Regions from separate parts of the Mus musculus genome. Here region 2 is linked to region 1. Evidence: chromatin contacts called from public HiChIP or PLAC-seq data. All regions are on one chromosome and are shown on one strand. Each heading gives the region's core, a stretch centred on a gene start, on an enhancer-like site or on the middle of the called end of the contact. The rest is flanking DNA. Distances are from core to core; before and after follow the strand shown. Region 1 holds the start of Cd300lb (CD300 molecule like family member B). Region 2 has its middle 13 kb from the start of Cd300a.

Region 1 (4,339 bases), core at 985-3,484:
TAAAGCCTGGTGGTGTGTCTGGCAGTCGAGGTTTAGCCACAATGGTGTCCATTTTCCCAGCCTTCCCTGGAACCCAAAGGCTCAACTATGCAGTGCTCTGAACATAAGCCTGGGGTCATAAAGTGTGTGAGTGTGTGTGTGTGGCAGGATGAGGAAGCCTCAGGTCAAACATCTTTGAATCCAAAGACTCTGTTCTGGCTTGCCCTTGGCAGGGAATCCCAGGGGTCTGGAGACCTGGAAGGAGAACCCAGTGCTCCAAGGCTGCTGGGAGGTGGTTGCTCATGGAGTCCAGAATTGATCTCATCAGATGAAGAGAAAGATGAGGGGAAGAATCTCAGTCCCCCATTTCCAGGTGGGGCTGGAGCTCAACTTCTCTGCACCAGATGATGTTATTCTCCACCGGTGAAATGAGCCAAATCAAAGAATAAAGGCAGGTTTGTTGGGTGCAGCTCTCAGGCAGGTTCACTGGTCCCAAGAAAGTCACCATGAGAAGGGAGACAGAGGGACGGGGAGGGGCCATAGAAAGAGAGAAAGAGCATGTGCAGGTAGGGAGAGGAAATGCAGAGAGAGGGAGAGGAGGGAGACCAAAATGTCTGGATTGTATAGGGAAGAGCTCCTGGGGAGGGGAAGCCCAGCCCCTGGGATGAAAAGCTCACAGAGAAGGTGGGGTATGCTGGCCATGCCCTATAACAGGCAGAGACTGAGGGGTGCTAGGAGAACTTGGGGGCCAGGTCCACTCTGGTATATTAACTATGCACCTCAGCTGCTTGTCCCAGGTCTGAAACCCAACAGAATCCATGGGTCTGCCACTGCTGAGGGCCAGGTCTAGATCCATGATCCTGCTGTAGCTGGGGGTTGTGTTGATGTCTGTGGCCCATGGTCTGTGCTGTTACCTGAGGCCATGTTGATGTTGGAGGGCCATGCTGACACCTGCAGCCACGTTGATGCCCTTGGCCTGTGCTGCTGGCAGGGCTATGATGGTGTCCATACCCTATGCTGTGGCAGAGGGTCATGTTGATGTCTGGGGTCTGTACTGCCACTGGAGACTGTGTGGATGTCTGTGGTCCATGCCATTGCCAGAAGCCATGTGGAAGTCCATGATCCCTGCTTCCATTGACTGTGAAGGGCAAGAAAGCTACTCTTTCAGTGGTATCAATGGCTGAAGACTCATTGAGAAAGTGTGACATAGAAAGAGTCTGTGACAAATCCTACCTCTACCACACCCCTCAAAAAAGTAACAGTTTAGACAGAATGGCATTGAAAAGAAGTCTTAAAAACTGTGATGAGGATGTGGAACTGTAGTTCTCACAATTGATGGCCTCAGCTGGGGTACAAACAGAGAAGGACTCAATTTTCTTTAAGGGGCTGGCCACTGGGAGTGTGACCATGTTCCAATGAGTGTAAGTTGTTTTCTTACTTTCTTTCTCTCTGTCTGTCTCCTCCTCCTCCTCCTCCTCCTCCTCCTCCTCCTTTCTCTTCTGCCTCCTCTTCTTATTCTTTCTTCTCCTCCTCCTCTTTATCCCCCTCCTCTTCCTTCATTTTGCAGGAAAGGTCACAAGAGTGAGGGGCAGACCTGAGAAGACTGGGAATTAAGCTTGATCAGGGTTTATGATGTGAAATTCCCAAATCATCAATAAAAATATTTTGGAAAAACGAACAAAACTGCCATATCAAGACAATTTATAGACGAGATGATTGATTTGGGCTTCTGTTTCTGAGGGATTAGAGTCGATCATGGTAGGGAATCCTGACAGCAGGCAGCAGACACAAAACAGGTGAGAGCGCAAGTAGGGTGCAGAGAGAGGCTACTGGGAATGCCAGGAGGCTTTGAAACCTCAAAGTGACATACTTCCTCCAGCAGGGCCATATCTCCTAAAGCTACCCAAGGAACATCATCTACTGGGGATTAAATATCCAATGCCAGGTGTGCTGAGCACAGCCCACTAACACGAGCTGAGACTCTCAGCTGCTGGGCCCATCATTATAGCATAGAACCTTTCTGGATCCAATATCCAGAGTGCTCTACCCCTTAACCCAAGACCAGATTGTCCAGACTTCCCCACCACTGGTCTACAGGCTTCCCTCCTTTGCCTCTGCTTGCCCTGCACAGTTCCCTGGCCTCCTCGTTTCTACTGAGTGACCCAGCTCTGGCATTAACTGATGTCTCTTGTGCTGAGTAACTGACGGCAGGAAACACCCACGCTATAAAAGGAAGCTTATGAGTAAGACACTCAGAGGCAACCTGGACAAACAGAACGAGTCAGCTGAGATCTCCAGGGCTTTGGGTATCCCGCTGAGATTTGGATTTGCTGCTGGCTGTTCATCAAGGAGTGCAGCAAAGTGGGAAGGCAGGACCATGTGGCTGTCCCCAGCTTTGCTTCTTCTCAGTTTTCCAGGTATGTTCAGCTACGGCCTGGGGGGCTTGGGACTGCAGGTGTAGAGTGGCAATAGAGGGCTCTGTCCCAGGTTTAAGGAGAGCTGCCACCTTCAGGGAAATGTGGGGTAGCTCTGTAGCTTCATTCAGCAAAAGGACGCTGGGCTCTACACTGTGCCAGGCATGGGTCAGGACCTGGGGACGTGAAGGGAAAGGAGAAATGGAGGTGACCATTAAAGGAGATTCCAGATGCTCTTGTAGGTGAGACATGCAGGAAGAAGCACAAGAAAAAAGAGCTCAGGGGAAAGAGCTGGTACCACGGAGGGAGCTACAGAAAGCTCTCCTGAGCCAGCTCCTTCCATACCTCAGAAGGAAGCAGATCTTTACAGCCCTTGCAGCAAGCAGAACATGCACTCCGGGGAGAGGGCATGGCTTGGGGGAAGGACTTACAGGCTTAGAGCAGCTGCCACACCCATGCAAAGGGAGCACTCAGTGGACAGGTCACTGAGGGGACACTGGCTAAATGTGAGTTTGCAACTGCATAAAGGTAAAACGAGGGACAATAGCGGGTGCCTGTACCACTGGGCTTGTGTCTGAGATCCAGGCCCCCCAACTAGCTGCCTGCACTCTAAACCTCAACACCGGGCTTTCCTAGACGCCAAGCAGGCCAAGAGTGAGCTCTGCCATGGCTTGCACACAAGTAGAGCAATGCTCACTAGTATACTCAAAGGCTGCACATCTACACACAGTCCGTACATCTACACACTCTGTCCGTACCTCCAGGATCACCCGCTCACATTCACACTCTTTGATTGGTTGGTTGGTTGGTTGGTTAGTTTTGGGGAGTTTTGTTTGCTTGTTTGTTGTTTTGTGGGATTTGGTGGGGATGGGTTTTTTGGTTTGGGGGGTGTTTTTTGTTTTTGTTTTTTAGTTTTTTAGCAATGGAAACAAAAACACACCTAAAAGTGAAGCTTTTGGAAAAAAAAATTGTTCTTCCCTGTCTTTTATTGGTCCTCAAATTTGACCTTGGCCTCCCCAGGCCTTGTGTTTCAGAGCTGAGCCTCTGAAGGCACCCTTGTTGACAACAGTTTCATTCAAGAGGATATCCACAGAGTCCCTCGTGGGTATGGGCTGTAGCTGTAAATTTTCACAAAGGACTTGATCTTGGATCTCTTGGCGATCTTCTTCTTGCCCATGGCAGCTGTCACTTTTAGTGATCAATTCTAGTCACCAGGGCATGTCTATAAGGACCGTCTGGTGTGCGTCCATCATCAATGTTCCTCATGATGACAGCTTTGCGTCCTGAGTAACATCTAGCCAGGACTGGCACCACTTTCCCTGGTTTTGTGAACTTGCCCATTTCGACAGCAAGCAGCCAGCGCCCAGCAAAAAGGAGTATTCACACTCTTAAGAAGCCATAAGCTGAGACCATTCACAAAAAGGATTTTATTCTTTTGGTTTATTATATATGTATGGGTGTTCTACCTGTGTGTATGTAAGTGTACATACCATGTGTGTGCTTGGTACCTACAGAATCTAGAAAGAGGTTATTGGATCCCCTGAAACTGGAGTTATGGATGGTTGCAAATTACCATGTTAGAGCTGGGAATTGAACCTGGATGCTCTACTAGAACAGCCAGTACATTTTGTTTTGTTTTGTTTTGTTTGTTTTTTGGGGGTTGTTGTTGTTGTTTTGTTTTGCTTTTGGTTTTTTTCTGAGACAGGGTTTCTCTGTGTAGCCCTGGCTGTCCTGGAACTCACTCTGTAGACCAGGCTGGCCTCAAACTCAGAAATCCGCCTGCCTCTGCCTCCCAAGTGCTGGGATTAAAGGCGTGGGCCACCACCGCCCAGCGAGCAGCCAGTACTCTTAACCTATCTCTCTAGCCACCCACCCTCCTTTTTTGAGATAAGGTCTTACTGTATAGCCCTGACTAGCCTGGAGCTCACTATGTAGACCAGCCTGGC
Region 2 (4,339 bases), core at 1,089-3,588, 57 kb after region 1:
GTAACGGGATCTGATTCCCTCTTCTGATGTGTGTGACACAGAGCATTCATGTACATAAGATAAATATATAATTTTTTTTTTAAATCTGTACCCAACCAGGTACAGGGTGGTAATTCCAGCAGCACTCAGAAGGCTGAGACAGGAGAGTCATGAGTTCAAGACCAGCTGGGGCTGCCTAGTACAAGTTCTAGGCCAACATGGGCTCCAAGAAATAAAACAAAACAACAAAAATAAGCGTCTAGCATTTTCCCAGGCATATGGTGCACACATATAATCCTAGCATATGGAAGTTAAAGCTAGGAAGATCAAGAGTTCAAGGCTATCCTCTGCTACATAGCAAGTGTGCAACCAGCCTGGGCTACATGAGACCCTGTCTCAGAAACAACCATAAGGGTATTTTTACCTTGGATTCCTTTGCATTCTTGGAAATTATTTTTTCCTTTTTTCTGAACAAGTGTTTATACTGGTGTGTGTGTGTGTGTGTGTGTGTGTGTGTGTGTGTGTGTGTGTGAGAGAGAGAGAGAGAGAGAGAGAGAGAGAGAGAGAGGAGGAGGAGGAGGAGGAGGAGGAGGAGGAGGAGGAGGAGGAGGAGGAGGAGGAGAGATGAGGAAAGTAAGCCACTTACACTTGGGCCAATCCCTACACAAATCACCTTAAGAACTGCTCCTGGAGGCTCTGACCTAATGGTTGTTCATGCCTAGGGACGGGGCCTGTGGCGTGGGGGCGGGGTGGGCGGGGCCTGTGGAGAGTAAGGGGGGTTTCAAATGGGACTCCTCGAACTCAGTTGTTAGTTCTAAGGCAGGGATCCCTCTCACTACCAGATCACCAAAATTCTCTCCACAGAAGGCAGGGGTCCCTAGAGGGAGGGTTTCACATGACAAAAATGTCTGAGCTTGTGGAACCTGGTGTACCAGCTACACCTTAGAACTACCGACAGGGCCAAGAGGCTAGTTCTAAAAATGGATAAACCAAAAAATAAATGAAAAGGGATAGAAGGCTTAGCCTAGGCTTTTGGGGTTTGTTTGACATGGTCTCACTATGTATTCCTGCCTAGTCTGCAATTTAATTTGTAGACCAGGCTGGTCTCACACTCACATAATTGCACCTGACTTTGCCTCCTGAGCGCTGGGATTAAAGATCTGCACCACCACACCCAGCATAGCCTAGGATTTTTAATCCCACCTGGTTTTGAATAAGCTGTGTGACCTTGGCTGAGTCTCTAACCTTGCTGAACCTTAGCTTTTCCTTCTACAGTAATGAGGCTCTGTCTATAGTAACCATAGTCCAGAAGGGTTTCTGGTTATTGCTATCTCTATTGCCTTTTTTATTTATAATTATTTAGTACGTGTGGTATGTACAGGTATGTATGGTCATGTGCATGTGTATGCAGGTGCATGTGCGTGTGCATGTGTGTGTGTGTGTGTGTCTTAGTGGGCTTTGCCATCTGTAATCTCAGGATTTTCCACCTGTCCACTTTGTTCGCTAAAATCACAATTCTGAGACTTGTTAAATATTTACAAATACCTAGACCAAAGCTGTACATGCTCTCTAACTAGCTCCTAACTGAATAACCCACTTATCCCATTCTATGTAAAGCACATGCCCAGTTAGTTACCTCTGCTCAGGTTCCACGCGTCTGTCCTCCTTAGGGTTGCCCGGGGCAAATCCTCCCACAAGCTTCTATTCCAGAACCCTTTCTTCCGACCGGAACTTCCACCTCCTATTTCCTGCCTCAGCTATAGGCCAATCGGCTCTTTATTGACAGGTGATCGCTTTTTCACATTGCATAAGATATCATCTCTCTGTATTTGTTTGCTTGCTTGCTTGCTTGCTTGCTTGCTTGCTTGCTTGTTTGAGACAGGGTTTCTCTGTGTAGCCTTGGCTGTCCTGGAACTCGCTCTGTAGGCTAGGTTGGCCTCGAACTCACAGAGTTCTACCTGCTTTTGCCTCGTGAATGCTGAGCTCCAAGGTTTGTGCCACCACGGATGGGCTACCATACCTATGTTTTTATGTGGGTTCTGGGGATGAAGCTTGGATTTTTCACGCTTGTTTGGTGAGCACTTTAGCAGCTGGGTCATCTCCTAACCCCCTCCATGGCCTTCAGTGCATAGCCCCTCCCCCCATGTTTACAGAGGTATGTGCAGTTGATCACAGTGAATGCCTCACCTTACCTGTTCAAAGTGGGCGGAGCCTCCTCCTTCCCCTCACTCTCTTGACCATCTGACCCCACACTTGGACACCAAGCCAAACAGCATTGCCAGGACACATCCCTGCAGGTCCACTGATCTAGCCTGAATCTGTGTGCCTCCACCAGGTGGCACTTGATACCCAACCTTGCTTATTTGTTTAACAAATGTTTCATGACTTCCCCTGTTATGCCAGGCTCTGGGCCCAAAGATGGGATCAGGATGGTGGAGATAAAAATACAGCAACTTCTCTTTTCCAGGAGTCCGCGGTGCAGTAGGAAACAAGTAAACAAAGACAAGGGGGAGGAAATATTGCCTTAAAAGGTGAAAATTGCTGCTAAAATCAGAGCCCAGATCCCAGTCACCCAGTGAGTCACCAACTATGGCTTTCCATCTATGTGACACAGGAGAGTGGCAGGCAAGTGACCCAGAGGTGCTAGACCCCAGCCCTGCACCTTTGCCCTATTTGATCTCTGTCCCTTGAGGAACTCTAGAGGAGAATAAACAGGATCTCTTGAAGATTGCAGAGGAGGGGCTGGGGCTGTAGCTTAGCTGTAGACTGCTTGCCTGGGGTGCACAGCACACTAGCTCCCATCCTGGACACTACATACACTGGGAATGTCAGTACACACTGCTAATCCCAGCACTCGGGAGATGGAAGCCAAAAGATCAGACGTTTCCAGGTCATCCTTGCATCCATGGCTACACATAATGAGTTCCAGGCCAGCCTGGGATGCTTAAGACCCTGTCTCATTAATTAATTAATTAATTAAAAAAACTCAGGGTGTTCCTACATGGGATGTGTCTGAAAGAGGCAGCATACAGCCTTAGGTTGTCTGGCCCTTTTTTACAAATGAACCCTGCACCCTACTCTCAAAGATGAGCCCTTTGTAAAGGCTTCCTGTAACTTTGTTATTGAGGTTTTTTTTTTTAAGGTGTGTGTGTGAGTGTGTGTGTGTGTGTGTGTGTGTGTGTGTGTGTGTGTGTGTGTGTGCATGCGTGTGTATACCAGAACCTTCAAAGACTAGGTGATCCGGCATCAGATCACATGGAGCCGGAGTTACAGGTGGTCTCGAGACCTGCTGTGGGACCTGAGAACCAGACACCTCCAAGAGCAATCTTAACTGTTGAGTCAGCCTTCCTCAGCCCGCCTCCTCTTCTCTGAGACAGTGGCCCATCCCACCGTGTCCTCTGCAGGAGCTGCAAGTGAGCTATTCATTTCCCCAGCCCCAAGCACCCAAGCTGCCCTTCCCCCTGACCTGAGCTCAGTTCCCCGCACCCACAGTAGGTGGTTTACAACCACCTGTAACTCCAGTTCCAGGGAGTCCAAAATAATAAAACCTCTTTTTAAAACTGGTGATTTAGAGCTGGGGTGGGGGGTTGTGCCCTTGCCTCACAGGTTCAAGACCTTGCCTTCTACACCCCCTCCAAGCCCACCCCACCCCCGGCACTGCAGTAAATTAGGAAATCAAATTCATGGTTTATTTTCCACAGTGAAAATAGAGAAAGAAAGGGGTGGAAAGAAAGACCGGGTAGAAAAAACAGCAAGGCAGTAAAAGTCTCTGCCTCCTCTGCCTGGCAACACACACACACACACACACACACACACACACGAACCTGAACTTTATTTCCCCAACTTTCTTATCAGAGTCCCTCTATGCAAATAAGGGCATCTGGATATGGGGGGTGTTGGTATAAGCGGGCTACTAAAACCATCTGCTTTGAGTCTGTGATTGGTTTCTCCTGAAAAGTTCTTTGCATGTGGGGTAGAGTTCCGGACCTATAGCATCCTGCCCCCGTGTCCCCATCCCTGCTCGCCGAGCATTCCCTCTAGGCATCTGGTGCAGGGGCTGGTTAGGGAATCTGCCCGGGCTACGGGGGTGTGTGTGTGTGTGTGTGTGTGTGTGTGTGTGTGTGTGTGTGTTGGGTCCATTTATCCCTCTGAGAGTCACAAGACAGAGGGCTGTGCTCAGTCAAGTGTAGCCTGCCCCCTGCTGTGACCTGCAGCTGGGCACCTGCTACCCAGACTCTCCCTTGACCTTGGGCCCTGACTGTGGGTCTCTGGTGGCCCAGATCCCCTGCTGTTTGTGTACAGCAAACAGACTGGTCTGGCTGGCATTCTCGTCCCAAGACAGCTCAGCTCACCAGGCAGT

The links. HiChIP or PLAC-seq counts read pairs in DNA pulled down with a chosen protein or histone mark.
Region 2: a contact with region 1 is called in an HNF4G HiChIP or PLAC-seq map of pancreatic cancer cells. The contact joins the enhancer-like site here to the promoter of Cd300lb in region 1. A contact is called at or near these places in 3 of 39 promoter capture datasets (the C10 cell line, embryonic stem cells and macrophages), 2 of 484 Hi-C or Micro-C datasets (the AML12 cell line and peritoneal macrophages), 5 of 115 datasets of contacts at active chromatin or transcription factors (the HPC-7 cell line, bone marrow-derived macrophages, double positive thymocytes and 2 more) and 3 of 9 other capture datasets (adipose tissue, liver and pancreatic islet).

What each region holds. Positions count from the first base shown.
Region 1 is chr11:114,932,266-114,936,604 of GRCm38.p6, reverse strand. Cd300lb (CD300 molecule like family member B) reads left to right here and starts at 2,234. Exons shown (of 4, transcript NM_199221.3): 1 at 2,234-2,396. The coding sequence starts at 2,357. It also overlaps the pseudogene Gm11699.
Region 2 is chr11:114,875,345-114,879,683 of GRCm38.p6, reverse strand. No RefSeq gene overlaps it. Among named protein-coding and RNA genes, the nearest start is that of Cd300a, 13 kb to the left of the region's middle. Within about 2 kb of position 2,338, at least 51 of the 459 cell types and tissues checked have an H3K27ac peak or open chromatin away from gene starts, as enhancers often do. A contact at or near this core is called in the AML12 cell line, adipose tissue, bone marrow-derived macrophages and 1 more, where this site is marked.